Linked DNA regions of Ovis aries: region 2 is linked to region 1. A link is a contact called in public Hi-C data. All regions are on one chromosome and are shown on one strand. Each heading gives the region's core, a stretch centred on a gene start, on an enhancer-like site or on the middle of the called end of the contact. The rest is flanking DNA. Distances are from core to core; before and after follow the strand shown. Region 1 overlaps SCARB1 (scavenger receptor class B member 1). Region 2 has its middle 43 kb from the start of CCDC92.

Region 1 (2,916 bases), core at 218-2,717:
CTATTTATTTTGGATTAGTTTTAAAAAGGGCTCAAAGGATAAGGAGGCCGTTCAGGCCTATTCTGAATTCCTGATGACATCAGCTCCCAAGGGGACTGTACTGCAAGAAGCAAGACTGTAGGTGGGTACCAGGTAATGCCCCGCCCCACCCCCCACCTCCTCCCGTAGTGAGTAGAATTCTGGCACCTTGAAACTCTTTGGATCTTATACATCTCTTCAGCCTGCACTTCACCTGTCCACAGACTGAAAATATGTACTTGTATACTTTGCTGTCTTCTTACATTCTGAGTGATCCCAGGTGTGGTAGGGGATGGAGGGCGACTAGTGGGCTGGTGTCTTATTTTCAAGGTTGTCTTAAAAAAGGCAAGATTGAGGTTTAGGTCAGCTGCATCTCAGACTTCCGGTCCAATTGACTCTTCTGGGGAAGTCTGCTAAAAATGAAGATCTGAGGACATTCTTCTAAACCTCCTGAAATAGAATCATGGACGGGCCCCGGGAATGTGTTATTTTAATTCCCTGGTGACTCAGTGGTAAAGAATCCGCCTGCCAGTGCAGGAGACGTGGGTTTGATCCCTGGGTTGGCAAGATCCCCTGAAGAAGGAAATGGCATCCTGCTCCAGCATTCTTGCCTGGGGAATCCCATGGACGGAGGAGCCTAGCGGGCTACCGTCCATGGGGTCGCAGAGTTGGACACGATTGAGCACACACGCACCAAGGGGATTATGAGTAGATTGGTCTATTTATTTATTTTTGGCTGCGCCCTGCGGAGTGTAGGATCTTAGTTCCCCAACCAGAAATTGAACCCACGTCCCCTGCATTGGAAGCATGGAGTCTTAGCCACTGGACTGCCAGGGAAGTCCCTGATACAGATTCCTGAATTAAGTGAATCTGGGATGACCAAGAAAGAAACAATTTAGGCATCACGTGGGCACCCACTATATATCCAGAACTCAGTAGGATTGCCAAATGGAGCAAAAACAAACCCAAAAAACTCCCAAGAAATAACAGCAGCAAAGAGATGCTCAGTTAAATGTGAATTTTAGGTAGACAGTGAATGATTTTTGCCTAAGTGTGTCCCATGCAATTGTCGGGACACGCTTATACTGAAAACCTGTTTGTTGGTTACCTGAAATTCACATTTAATGAGCTGCCCTCCCTGTATCTGACAACCTACCTGCAGGAGAAATAGGCTGGTGCCTTGTGGGTTCACCTCCCTCTGGGCTGTGTTCCTTTAGGTCTGAGGTCTTAGGAGAGCCAAGTCCAGTCAGGGGAGATGACGGGCAGAGCTCTGAGCCCTGCTGTTGGGGTTTGGGCAGCAGTGAGTCAGTCGCACTATGGTTGTGCCTCTGATCATAGCTGTTATTTTGGTTTCTGAAAAATGTGCCGCCCTCGCCAGCTTCTGGGGCTGTGCCTGCTTGGGTTTAAATAGCTTTCTTGAGAGCTAAAGCCTGAGGACGAGTCGACAGCCCTTCTCTTTGGGGCCAGTTGGCTGCTCCAGTTTGCTTCGACTGCCAGGGTTGGAGGAGGAGAGAAAACGGAACACGCCAAGTGCTGGGCGTGGGTGTGTTTGCTGGCAGGCGCTGCCAGTCCCTGCGAGGAGCAGAAGGGAGGGACAGCTGTGTCCTCAGCCAGACTCTGGGGGGCTCCTCCTGCCGATCTGGAGATAAGAGAGCCCGACCACGTCAGGGCTGAGTGTTAAGGGGGTGTCCTCCTGAGCTTGGGAGCAGGACATCCTAGCCAGAGATGGGTACCCCGCTTTCCTTCCTCTCTCCCAGAATTCCTCTGGGACGCCTTCTTAGGTACAGTTTGGCCCCTTGGATACCCCTCCCCCTTCCAGCCAAAATTCCCTTCTGCAGAAACTTGTTTGGTGTTCTGGGGGTGTAAGGGTGAGGTCTTCCTAGAAGTGGGTTATTGGCTTTTAGCACGGATAGAGCTGGTGATTGTGAGGTCTCAGCCCTGTGGCTGTGCCTCCCTGGACACAGCCAGGATATCCTGCCCACTGCTCCCTGCCCCCTCCAAAAAAAACCCCACACCAAACATTGGAGTTTCCTTTTGACTTTACCAACAGAATTCAAGCTTCAAGTTATCAGGGAAGGCTTTTTTTTTTTTTTTTTTTCTTTTTTAATCTTTTGGCCATACCACACAGCGTGTGGGATCTTAGTTCCCTGATCAGGAATCAAACCTGCGCCCCGTACATTGGCAGCGTGGTCTTATGGACCACCAGGGAAGTCCCAGAGAAGTTTTTGATTAAAGAGGTTCTATTGCCTTGCCTTCTGGAAGGCTAAGCCCAGATGAGACCTAGCCCAGATGAGACCCCTATCCCCAGTCATGTGTGCTTGGGGAAGGCAGTGTCCTGTTCGTGCTGTTTTAGGGGGCCAGGCAGGCACCTGAGAAGTTGCCAGTGGTCCAGAAGACCTAGAATCCCTTCAGGGAAGCCTCTAACCTGTTTTGAACACCTGGGGGAGATCCCACACCTTGCCTTGCACTTGGGCATGGGGTGACCTTGAGCTGCTAGCCCAGAAAGATGTCTTTATGTGAGTAAGAAAAAGACAGCCCCTCTGTGCAGACATGGCCTGCTTTAGGACTGCAGGTTTAGAACACAGAATACAACCCATGTATAGCCCCCTTGGCTGAGTGCCTTTGTGCAGTGATCAACCTGGACAACTGTACCAGGCAGCCCTGCAGAGCATGTTCCTGGATCTATCTTTCTTACCTTCTCATGAGTCTCATTATTTCCAAATCCTCATTACTCAGTTAAAGGACAGTGTTAGGGAACAGGAGGAGGAGGAGGAGGAATCTGTCTCAGGTTCTGGTTCCCTGAGGGTTTGTTACATGTGTCTTTCTTGGAAAAGCAGTTTCCCTTTCACTTAAAAAAAAAATTTAATTGGAGGCTAATTACTTTACAGTATTGTGGTG
Region 2 (2,916 bases), core at 167-2,666, 680 kb after region 1:
GCAGTAGCAGCAGCAGCAGGGAGGTAGGGATGGAGAAGGGCACGGTATGCTTGCCTGGAGAAACCCATGGACAGAAGAGCCTGGTGGGCTACAAGTCCATAGGGTACCAAAGAGTCATACGCGATGGAAGCAACTTAGCATGCACGCATGCAGGGAGGTAGGGAACCCAGATGGATAATAACAAAGAACCTGTATAAAGCCCTGACCCACCCCCTTTGACCACTAGAGGGGGCTATCCATGCATTTAAAGCCACATCACTTCATTTTTTCCAAGTGAAATGATTTGATTTTTAACTTGCTTGATCCAAAATAACCAAGGACTTCATTTTTGACCACTCTAGCCATGTGACATAGAACGGTCAAGTTCTCAATGCTCAACAGCTCTTATTTTCTTAGGTAGAATAACTTTGGCATTTGACTCTGCCATGCTAATAAAATGGATCTGAGTGGTTTTCTTTAGTTTGGTTCTAAAATGTATCTACTCTAGAAATAGGTGAGGGCAATTGAGAGTACAAACTTCCAGTTACAAAATAAATAAGTCATGGGGAATGAAATGGACAACATGGGAAATACAGCCAATAATATTTTTAAAAGATGTGTATGGTGACAGATGGTAACTAGACTTAGCCTAGTGATCATTTTGTGATGTAAAGAAATATCAATCACTGTTATGCACCTAGAACACAATATTGCAGGAAAATTATACTTCAATAATAGGTGGATTATCAACTCTAATAAAGAAAATAGCAACACTATTTCTAGTAAAAAGTAAATAATAAAGCAAATTGTTCTTCAGTATGAGGATACATTCTTTTTGACAAGGACCATTTTTAAAGTCCTCATTGAATTTGTTATAGTATTTCTGGCCTTCCCTGGTGGCTCAGAGGGTAAAGCATCTGCCTGCAATGCAGGAGACCCAGCTTCAACCCCTGGGTTGGGAAGATCCTCTGGAGAAGAAAATCGCAACCCACTCCAGTATTCTTGCCTGGAGAATCCCATAGACAGAGGAGCCTGGTAGGCTAGAGTCCACGGGGTCTCAAAGAGTCGGACATGACTGAGCAACTTCACTTTCACAGTACTGCTACTGTTTTATGTTTTGGCTTTTTGGCAGCAAAGCATGTGGGAGCTTAGCTCCCAGAACAGGAATCAAACCCGCACCCCCTGCACTGGAAGGTGAAGTCTTAGCCACTGGACAGCCAGGGAGATTCCCTGAGAGCATTCTTTGTTTTAGAAAAGGAATATGAACATCTCTCGCTACTTCATGGTCTTAACAAATCCCCAAACTATCCAGAGAACATAAAACTCTTTAGTGTATGATTAATATTCAACTGTGGTTGGATGGTGTCACCGACTCAAAGGACATGAGTTTGAGCAAACTCCAGGAGATAGTGGAGGCCAAGGGTCTTGAAGAATCAGACACGACTTAGTGACTGAACGACTATTACAACAACATGAATGAGTCAGCAACTTCTAGACGACTATTCTTTACCCAGGAGGAAAAAAAAAAAAAGAATCCCAGCTTGGCTTTTTTCCATCAAATAATTGGCTCTTTCCCAATTACTCACATAACTCAAGCTTGCTTAAGTAATGTCAGCTAACTTGATTATATTATTCAAGACTGAATCATGAAGGCAAATGAAATAGAATTAATTCCAAAGCAAACGTACCTATTTTTCTGTTCCATACTCAAGGGGGTTATTGAGTGATTGCTTCACCCCACTGGTGTGCATACTAAAATTGTGTTGGGAGCTTCCCAGGTGGCTCCGTGGGGAAAGAATCTGCCTGCCAATGCAGGGTTCAATCCCTGAGCTGTGAAGATTCCCTGGAGAAGGAAATGGCAATCCACTCTAGTATTCTTGCCTGGGAAATCCTATGGACAGAGGAGCCTGGCGGGCTACAGTCCATGGGGTCTCAAAGAGTCAAACACAACTTAGCAACTAAACAACAACAACAACACACACACACCATCTATCATCGCACTAAAATTGTGTCAGTATTCAGAGGCAGTGATCAGAGGGGCCCGAGGACTCCGGGAAACTTGAACACGCGTTCTCTGAGAGTGTGAAGAAGAGAAGAGAGAAGAGGCCCCAGGTGATGCTTCAGAGCTGATGAGGATCACAAGCCACTTCCCTGCAGGGGTCCCTGACAACACTGGCCTCTCGAGCCTTTGAGGATGCCCTGCACTGAGCACTGAGGTTGCCGGCAGTCTCTCTCAGGCTTCTTGCAGTACAAGGATCTCTCGAGGATATTGATTAGCACTTTTGTTGTGATGGAAAACACTTAACGCTGGAAAGAGAGTTGTTCACACGTCTCCCCGCCACTTGGTCTGAGTCAGGTCTGCACCTTGGCGAACGTGAGATCAGAACACAGGGGAAATCAGGAAGAGACCTGAGAATGTCAGCTAGCGAATGCCCTAGATGTGTGATCCAAGACGGCTGGAGTTCACGGACTCCGGTTTTTTTTTTCCTTTCCTCAGAATGACTGTTCTGTAAATATCACTTTTGTGTATTCACATGGGGCAGAAATTTCCTTTGGGGGACTTCCCTGGTGGTGCAGTGGTTAAGACTTTGCCTTCCAATGCAGGGGGTGTGGGCTCCATCCCTGGTCGGGAAGCTAAGATCCCACGTGCTCGTGGCCAAAAAAAACAAAACACAAAACAGAAGCAGTGTTGCAACAGATTCGATAAAGACTTTAAAAAGGCTTCCTATCAAAGCCATATATATCTAAATATACATTTAAAAAAATAAATTTCTACTGGGCCGGTCTGGCTTGATATCATCCCAAGCTCAGTCTCTGTAGGCATCTGGTCAGAAGGAGCCCCTGCCCTGGGGTCCATGCTTTAGACAGCCCCACTTGGACTCTCTTGGGGGCCATGAGGATGTGCCCACCTGGATCCCTGCCTCCACACTGTGCTCC

What was found. A called contact is a pair of places that touch in the nucleus more often than the background predicts.
Region 2: a contact with region 1 is called in a Hi-C map of mixed tissues, with 7 times the contacts expected there. The contact joins two enhancer-like sites. A contact is called at or near these places in 5 of 16 Hi-C or Micro-C datasets (blood, hypothalamus, mixed tissues and 1 more).

What each region holds. Positions count from the first base shown.
Region 1 is chr17:51,058,109-51,061,024 of ARS-UI_Ramb_v3.0, forward strand. It overlaps SCARB1 (scavenger receptor class B member 1), which reads left to right. Exons shown (of 11, transcript XM_060401088.1): 11 at 1-2,916. Among named protein-coding and RNA genes, the nearest start is that of SCARB1, 92 kb to the left of the region's middle. Within about 2 kb of position 1,468, at least 19 of the 54 cell types and tissues checked have an H3K27ac peak or open chromatin away from gene starts, as enhancers often do.
Region 2 is chr17:51,737,600-51,740,515 of ARS-UI_Ramb_v3.0, forward strand. No RefSeq gene overlaps it. Among named protein-coding and RNA genes, the nearest start is that of CCDC92, 43 kb to the right of the region's middle. Within about 2 kb of position 1,417, at least 5 of the 54 cell types and tissues checked have an H3K27ac peak or open chromatin away from gene starts, as enhancers often do.